Linked DNA regions of Oryctolagus cuniculus: region 1 is linked to region 2. The links are chromatin contacts, called in public Hi-C maps. All regions are on one chromosome and are shown on one strand. The core of a region is the stretch at or near the end of the contact, and the rest is flanking DNA. Distances in the headings are between cores, read along the strand shown. Region 1 holds the start of LOC127482901 (a long non-coding RNA gene). Region 2 has its middle 510 kb from the start of KCNMB2.

The links. Hi-C and Micro-C count contacts between places; a contact is called where the count stands out from the background.
Region 1: a contact with region 2 is called in a Hi-C map of an unstated tissue, with 3 times the contacts expected there. The contact joins two enhancer-like sites. A contact is called at or near these places in 2 of 6 Hi-C or Micro-C datasets (psoas muscle and an unstated tissue).

What each region holds. Positions count from the first base shown.
Region 1 is chr4:102,564,442-102,569,319 of mOryCun1.1, reverse strand. LOC127482901 (a long non-coding RNA gene) reads left to right here and starts at 4,860. Exons shown (of 3, transcript XR_007908806.2): 1 at 4,860-4,878. Within about 2 kb of position 1,994, at least 4 of the 8 cell types and tissues checked have an H3K27ac peak or open chromatin away from gene starts, as enhancers often do.
Region 2 is chr4:101,774,249-101,778,713 of mOryCun1.1, reverse strand. No RefSeq gene overlaps it. Among named protein-coding and RNA genes, the nearest start is that of KCNMB2, 510 kb to the right of the region's middle. Within about 2 kb of position 1,858, at least 1 of the 8 cell types and tissues checked has an H3K27ac peak or open chromatin away from gene starts, as enhancers often do.

The DNA.
Region 1 (4,878 bases), core at 745-3,244, 790 kb before region 2:
CCTCCCAGGTGCTACCGGTTGAGGGGTCAGCTGCTGGATGGCAGGGCCCCTCCCAGAAGCACCAAGGGCCTCACACGCTGCGCCCTGTCCTGTCTGTCTTATTAAAGCAAGAGAGGGTGTGCACGATAAGGCAGGGTGGGACCCTTGACTCACAGACTCACAATTAGCAGGCTTTTGTCTTTGAATCTGACTGGAAGTGACTCATGGGCTGGAAAAAAACCTGTTGGAAACAAATGAGGGGGAAAAAAAAGGAGGTTAAGCCAGTGCTGCATTTCATGCTCAGATAAAATGCAGATCTGCTGTCCCATAAACGTTGACTACTGTACACTACCTCAGCCTCCTTCCAACAAAACCCAGGGGGACTTATTAAGCGCGACAATTCACTCATTTTCTCCAAGATTTTTATTAAATGCAATTTAGAGGGGATAAAGTTTCCTTCTTTCTCTTCACTCGAATGAACCCTAATTACCACTAGGGTGGAATAAGATGGGCTTCTTGAAGTCCGCCGCGATGAGTATTGCTTCCCCTTTAAATTAACCCGCCAGTCTCTTGTTCAAAAAGCCAGCGGTGCACTTCCTGTCCACACAGACTTGGCTCCATGCATTTTAAAGAGCATTTATTAAGCACCTGGTGATGGGGCACTGACAACTATATAGCCTGTGCAGGACAAAAGACACAGCTTTGCCTGGGGGTGGGGGTGGGGTTTACTGTGGGGGGTGGGGAGTGAGTTTTGCACTAAGATTCTGTGCAAGTTAAGACTAACAAAAGCCATTTTGGACTGCTTGGGGGTTGCAAGTAACAAAACACCAATCAGGTTAAGCAGTAGGGAGAATGTGTAGGTGGTCACAAGTCATCCGTGGCAGGCAGCATGCACCAACCGCCAATTCCATCAGCCCCCACTGGGCTCTGTCCCTGCCCCCAGCCCTGCCTTCACACACGCTGGGAAACAGCTCATACACAAGGTTCCTAAATACACCAACTTGCAGTTTTAGCCCTGGGCAGAAACTGTGTTTTTTCACTTCCAGTTTCAAAATCCCCCCCAAGAAAACCTGTGTTGTGTCAGGTCTTTGCTCGCGGACTCCCTGCCTGCCACAAGGTTGGGGAAGGGCAGCGACTGGTACAGCTTAGGTCGGAGGCTCCCTGCCCACTCTCTCTCGGCGCCGACAAAGCGGCTCCTGCTGTAACTGCGGGTGTGGGGCGCCACTAAGCCAGGAGTGGAGGGGGAAGGGCTGAGGACGCCGGGCTGCCGGTGCGTTTTCAGAAACCACCGCAGGGGCTCTGGCCTCACCGGCCGCCCAGGACTGGACTCTGGGCAAGCCAGTCCCTTGCGAAATCTGGATTTCACTGAATCCTCACGACGGTCACTGAGGGGCCTGGCTGCTGCCCCCATTTCACAGATGCGGGCCTCAGAGACGTTGAGCACCCGGCCCACACTTAGGCAGCTAAGAAGCCCACAGAGCAGGATTCTGCTTCCAGGCGCTTCCAAGTCTCTGGGCTGCTGGCACCACCCAGGGCGCGCACCCACCCAGCTCAGCGGGGAGGAGAAGGCCGGCCCTGGGGGAGGGGCAGCCCGACACCGCGGGTTGGGCCGGGGTCCCACCCGGGCCCGAGGCGTGCAGGGATGCGGCCTGAGGAGCCCACGCCGAGCAGGGCGCGGGGTGGGGGGAGGGGTGCTCGGGGCCTGAATGCAAGGCCCCGGCACCGCAGGCAAGGCCACGCCCTGGTTGGGAGAGCGTCCCTCCAGATCCCGGCCTTTAACTGCAATCCCATTTAAGGACAACCCGGCCCGGTTCACACCTAGCCTTGAAGATGACAGATGGCTCTGTGGTCCATTTGCAGGGTGAGAACGGGAGCCTATAACTCTGCACCTGCACTGCCGGCTCCATAAACCAAGCAGATCGTGGCCCATAAAATGCCACCGCCGCTGAGGCGCAAAATCCAAGCGGTCACCTGGAGAAGGAAGTCCGCCACGGAGAGCGCCCCGGGACCCCGCACCCACGGGGGAGGCTGGGCACGCGGGTGGGGGATGGGCGCAGGCGGCCTCCCCTCCCCCCACCCCGTGCCTCCGCTCCCGGCTTTGTAGCCCTGCTCTGCCACGTGGTAAAAGCTTCCGGAGGGCGGGGGGTGGAGGGGGCGGCATCAGTTATTTCTGCCTGAAGAGTTTTTGACCAAACGTAAGCGTCGGAGGAGCGGGAGCCCGAACCCCCCACCCCGCCACCCCCCAAGCCCCAGCGGCTGCGACCCCGACGCGGCGGCGGCAGAGCCCCAGCGCCGAGCGGCTGCAAGGCGCCCCTCCCCCGCCGCGCCCGCGAGCCCATTTTCGCTTGGCCGGTCCCCGCGCTGCCGGATGGATCGCGCCCCACCCCCGCTCCTCTGCTCAGTCATTCAGACTTGGAAAGTCAATAACACGCTGACATCATCAGGGGTTTGTGTATTATTACACGGCTACTTTCCAGAGTACCTGGCATTCTCTAAGAGAGGAGCACTCTGGCTGCCCAAGAAAGGGCCCTGAACTGGGAGCCTGGAGGCCTCGGGCGGGGCGGCTGCTCGGAGCAAGGCTCGGTGCTCGGCGGGGAGCGTCTTCTGGGCACCAATTAGGAGCAGATCCTCAGCTTCTGCTGCGCTGGATGCAGATGCACTTTAGATATCGATACAGCCTTCACTGTGGCTTGGGGGCACACTTATAAATCATCCTTAAGTGACCTGTGTTTCTACCAGAGACATCCAGAAGCATTTTCAGTGATCTTTGCATAGGAAAAAAAGAAAGGCATCTTCTAGGCCCAGGAGCCCAAAGCTGATTCTTCTGAGCCTCTCGGGGTTTGCCTGTGCGAGTCTCTTATGTAATCGCCATCACGGCTGATTAGGTCTTCCTGGTCTCTTCCTCCCTCCAGGGCTGAGCTGGGTGGTTTGGTGGCTGTGTTTTTCTTTAAGCCGCATGCTGGGCAAACACACATCCATAGGAAACACATCCCAGATCCACGGTGCAGGCTGCTCCCCCAACGGCTCCCTTGTGCAGAGTGGCTCAGTTTTTTTTTGGGGGGGGGGAGGGAAGTAGATTAATTTGTTGTTAATTAAGACTCCTTTATGTTGCTACTCTGGCATTTCCTTTTCCTAGAACGAGTTTTTAAAGATAATTTCATGTATTTTAGATGATCCCCCCCTCCTCTTGGCTGTGGTACTTGAAACAGCTTATATAATGACTTAACTATCGATTACTGTTCTGTTCATACACACACCTGAGTTTAAAAAAACAGCCGTAAAACTTAGACAACGCTGTACCTTCTCTATTTGGCCAAACAGGCGATTTCTTTCTTCACACACACACACACACACACACACACACACACACACACACACAGGGCTGACTGACCTCATTTGAGATTTTCTTAGTATCTTAAGTGGCAAAAAATGGCAGCCAGCCCTGAGCTGGCTGCCCAGAGAAGTACAAGGGCAGAGCTGTTCTTGCCTGGCCCCATCCTACCCTGGGAACCTCAGGCCCAGCGCCATAGGCAGTGATAGAAACACCCCCCCTCCCGCCGGAAGCGAAGCAGACTCGGGTCTCAACAATGTAACAATTTCCCTATGTGCACTTGATCGGTTCAGGAGAATTTGTAGTCGGTTATGACTGCTTCCTTCCAGATGGTCCGAAGGAAAACTCTCCCACCAGGCTTGCACTTCTAAAAATCACTTCCCCAGGCCTGTCCCTTCCCCGTTTCCCCTTTCCGAGGCGAGGCAGCTGGGGAGCCCGAGCAGCCAAGCAGGCCTTCCAGGCCATTCGGTGCATGCGTGTTCCTGTTCCTGTTCCGCCTGTGGAGACCGAAGTGGGGAGGAGGGGCGGTGCCCAGGACCTGCGCCAGGGGACGCCTCTCTCGCTTGGGGGTTTTCTGAGCTCATTAGAGACCAGTCTGCCTCTTTGGTTCTCCGCAGGAAGAGTCTCTTAAATCTCTAAGCACTTCTGTTTCCTAACCCAACCGACCCTCTGGCCCTTGCCCAAGTCCTGCCAGACACAACTGCCCGATCCAGGGGTCCTTGCTAAGCGAGGGTACCAGCTGCCGAGTTCAGGGTGCTGAGCTTTGAAACTTGGCAACGCGCTCGCCGCCCTGGGGTTTCTGCCAAGGCAGGGGAGGACAAAGGCCAGAGGGTTGGCTTGGGCAGAACCCCTGGGATTAGGAAGTTGGCGCTTTGGCCTAGCAGAGAGCCCTGAAATGAGAAGGAAGAGAAGAGAATTTGTGGAAAGGAACCATGTTGAGGATCTCCAAAGGAGCGCAGCGTGTTGGACAAGCATCAGTGCCAGAGCATGCCCTGTGCCTCTCCAGTGTCAGTCCTCCTGGCCTGGTCGGGGGAGGAGGAGGCACCCGGACCTGGTGGGCGTAGAAGGAGTCCTGTTAGAGTGACACTGGCATTTCCCACAATCCTCTGCGGGAAAGGAGGGGACCCCCAGGGCCTTTACTGTCACGTGTTTGTCAGCTGGTTATACCGGGCGCATTTTCATTCACCCAGGGTTACCCCTTTGCGGGGGGGTCCCTGTGAAGACATTCAGCTACAAAGCCCTGACCCTGCTGTGGGACAGGCAGTGTCTGCACATGGATCCTTTGGCTTGATGAAGGCCACGGCATTGCTTTTTTGAATTATCTCTGGGCAAGATTTCCAATTGCTTGCATGCTGATTTCTTTTCTTTAAAAAAAAATTAAATAAAAAATATACAAAACACAAGCCAATTTTTTTATTATTAGATTCAGAAAATTAGATTCAGAAAATCATTCTGTCAAATGGTTACTGAGGTTTCTAAATGTTATTCTCAGTTGCTATGCACATCTCATGGCGGAATGTAACAAACAGTTCTTGAACCTGGGAAGGAACTTTGAGGAGCACAGGAGC
Region 2 (4,465 bases), core at 609-3,108:
AAAGATCTTATTATTCCACATCTGCTCTAATACCTCATCTGTAATTCATTCCCACATGGAAGCCAGGACGATCATATAAAAATACAAATCAGGTAGTATTATTTTTCTTTCTTAAAGCCTTCTGACACATTGCATTGTCTCTAGAATAAAATACTCTCTTTCAAGCTATGGTTCATGAAGATGTACTAAATTTGACTCCTACCTACCTTTTTTTAAAAAAAGATTTATTTGTTTTACTTGAAACTCAGAGTTACACACAGAGAGAAGGAGAGGCAGAGAGAGAGAGAGAGAGAGAGAGAGAGAGAGAGAGAAGTCTTCTATCTGCTGGTTCACTGGTTCACTCCCTAGTTGGCCAAAATGGCAGAAGCTATGCTGATCTGAAGCTGGGAGCCAGGAGCTTCCTCTAGGTTTTCCCCACAGGTGCAGGGGCCCAAGGACTTGGATCATCTTTTACTGCTTTCCATAGGCCATAGCAGAGAGCTGGATCAGAAGTGGAGCAGCCAGGACTCGAACCTGTGCTCATATGGGATGCTGGAACTGCAGGCAACGGCTTTACCAGCTACACCACAGAACCGGCCCCCTTATCTACCTTTCTACCTCAAGCCATCCACTCACCACATTCTTCTATCCCTAAAAGCCTCACCATCCTTTTCTGCTCCTCCAATTATTCAACTTCATTCTTGACTTGGAGTCTTGCACTAGTTGGTGTTGTCCCTAGATGCTGTGGTTTCTGACTTAGGTTGACTTTTTGTCAGCCGAAATCTCAGATCCTCTAAAAAATCATCATGTAAAAATATTTCCCTGTAGTCACTTGGTATCAAATTAGCTAACTTATTTCTGTGATTATTTATCACTGTATAAAACCATTCTATTTTTTGTCTGTTTATGGTCTCTCCAGTAGAATGTGTACTCCACAAGAACAAGACAGTTACAGATTTTAATCATTTCAGTCAGAATCTGCATTCTCTAGCTTGACTCCTTGAAAAAGCTAGGGCAGGCTTATTCTGAATCATGGAAAAATGATGAAACCTGGAAATATAGAAGAATGATAATAAGAATGTCAGGTACTTCACAGAACTTGGGAAGAGCTTCAATCCATTGATCAATATTAGACAGGCATTTCTAACACTCATTAGTGCCTTTTGGGGTCCAGAAAAATGCCAAGTGTCAAAAAGATTAAACATTAAAAAAAAGCCTTCAAGATGGCTTACCTTCCAAGGCTGCATTTGAGAGGAAATCAGGGGCATCCCATGTATCAAAATAGTGCATGCTTTTGCCATTCTTGGACATAGGAGTAGAACCAGGTTATTTTGGTAGGGTAGGTATTGCTCATTGCTTCTGGTAGAGAGAAAGAGGCCTCTAATCCAAAATTAGAGTGATACATTCAAGACATTTGCGATAAGGCAAATGCTAGTTATCTTGCAAAATTGTGGCTCCAACCTGAGGCTATTGCACTAAATTCTGCTGTCAAAATATTTCTATTTCAATGATGTTTTCTCACAGATGTCATGCCATATAGAGAATCATTAACTAATTTGTTAATCATGAACTGTCTAAAATATGTAGTTCATTAATTTTAATTCAGATATTTTGACCACCCAAGTGTTTTTCCTCCAATCAACTCGCTTCTTTTTGGTTATACAGTGCTATTTGTAATGAGCAAGATAACATTTCTTATTCCCCTATTTCTCAGAATCTACTAAGCAGTTGCCTTAGTATTGCAGTAGAATTTTTCCCTAAATGTGTGAGACTGAATTTTTAAAGCCATGCATTGATTATTTCTATTTTTTCAACACCGGTGGATTTTATTATAACAAGAGGATCACATAAGTATTTTCAGCTCATCTAAGTAATGTCAGATTTCATCTTTACTCTAGAGTAACCCTTTGAGTCTAGTGGTAGTCACATTAAAACATGTACAGCGCCATCTTTTGATGGCAATCACTTAAAAAAATTTAAAATCACTGGTGTCCATCACTTTAGGTTTTGCAAGCTTTTAAAAATGATCACAATCTGCAGGCTTCTCAAACATCGGCTAGCATTTTCCCCCAGTCATCCCATCACTTGCTTTTTGTTGTTGTTTTTAGATGAGACCAGCTGCCTTGTGATCACTGAAATGTCAGGGGAAAAATCGTTTTCCACAAGAGAGAAAAACTTAAATATTCTTGGAGACAAAACTCTCACAGAAATCTTAAAAAAAAAAAAAATCCCTAAAGAACTGATTCTCGGTTTGATGTAGATGGGCGACTCTTGTTAATATTAATGGCAGTTTCAGATGTACTGACAGAGGATGCATCCCAGAAAGTGACTCTCTACATTCACTCTAGTTTGTATTTATAGCACAAAGATACAGACAAGGACCATTGGTTTTAAAATGACAATGAGTGATGCAAACAACTCTTTGATCTAATACAGAAGGAATTTATCTATGTGTGACCATTGATAAATGAAATAAACTCTCTGGGCATTGCTCCTCTCAGTTCCAGAAGTGACCGATTTCTTTCACCCTATTAATTGTCCTGTTGTTATTGAGTTATCACAATGTTTAGCTTCTTAATTGTGTCACACAGAAAAATGTACATAAATGGATCTCAAATTCTCATCATATTACCAATGAAATAAATCTTTTCTCACCATGGGAAGGAGCTAGAGACAGAGGTGTAGATAATCACGCCTCAATAATGCCAAGGAAGCAAGGGATTCTTTGTCTTTGGCCTGTAGAAGTGTTGGGAGTGATAAAGGGAAGAAATATATTTCCTTGTTGTTTTTTTTTGTACTGTAAATTGTAAAGGATTTAAAGCAATTTAAATTGCTTCTTTCTAGTTGGTTTAGGTAATTATATTTGTATAGACATGTGTTGTTTAATCATTATATACTTCATAATAAGAACATATAATGTTCCTTAGAAATTTGTATAAGATTATGTTATTTTTAAAATTTATTTATTTATATGAGAGGTCGAGAGAGAAAGACAGGCAGACATACAGACAGAGACAGAGAAGGCTTTCATTCACTAGATCACAAACAGCCAGGACTGGACCAGATCTAAGCCAGGAGCTGGAAACTGAATCCGAGTCTCCCACATGAATGGCAGGAACCCAATTACTTGAGCCATCATCATTGCTTCCTGAAGTATTCATTAGCAGGAAGATGGAATCAGAAGATGGAGCTAGGAGTCAGATTCAGACACTCTGATATTGGACCCAGGCATCCTAACTTATCTTAAGTGTAAGATTAAGTACCTGTCTCTGTTTATGTTCTTATTCTAAAAATTGTGGAAATGTGTGGAAGATTTAATATGTGTACACACATGTTTCTTTTCTCCTTAATCTTTTTTTTTTCAAATAGGAAATTACTTCATCATTGACAAACTTCAGGGAAGAAAATATTGATTCTTCACAGAAAAAGAAGGAAAACTGCAATGTCCTAAGAGGATAGAATAATAATTTCTGAGCTGAGTTGTATAATATTGAGCAATGGTTCTACAAACAGCTAGATATTCAATAAATATTATTTATTCATCAGAAATATTTATTCAGTGCCTTATTATGTTTTATATGTGGGTGTAAGGTCAAGATAAAATTATAGTGCCATTTATTTTAGTGACACATGTACTCAAAAACAATCAATGTTTATGCATAAGGCATGGTTACTACATAAAGAGACAATGTTTTTAACTAACATAATCGAATTTATGACTTTAAACAACCAAGGTCTTTGAAGAGCTCCCTTGGGGAAACTACTTGTATCGCCCAAAGATGCTATACTTTTTCCAAAATACTTCTGGAACACTTTTAAATTCCTTTCTCTGGTAATAAATATTATATAAGTAAATATTGTCCAATAGATAGGAAGAACACAACTATGTCTTGTTATTAGAGAGACATTTGAAATACAGCTCAAAAAGGTCAAAAGTACAATGATGGGAAGAGCATGCATTGTAAGTACTATTCAAAAGGTAGATAGTGTGGCTATATTACTATTAGACATACTGTCTGACACAAAACTATGCCTAGGTATAAAGAGGTACATTTAATACTAATAACCTCAACAGGACGATATATCATTCTTCTATATATAACAATAATTGAAAGGACCAAGAGAAGGACTTTTTTTCACGACTATATTGGAAGATTTTAACACACCTTTTTTTATAGCAAATAGAATACTCAGGCAAAAAATAATCTGAAGAATATAAAGTATATGAACAAAACCATTAACAAACCTTGTCTAAATATAGATTACTACACCCAGCAAGAATAAAATAAAGTTCTACTAAAGTAGAAGCAAAATATTTTCCAAAATAGAACATATGCTGTGTCATAAAGCAAGTCATTACAAATTTAAAGGGCTGAAAACATACAGGTTATATTCCTTGACCACAGCGAAAATAAATTAGAAATCAATAGCTGAACATAGCTCATGAGGAAGAAAAGGAGCAAAAGTCACCCTTGATGTCTGAGCA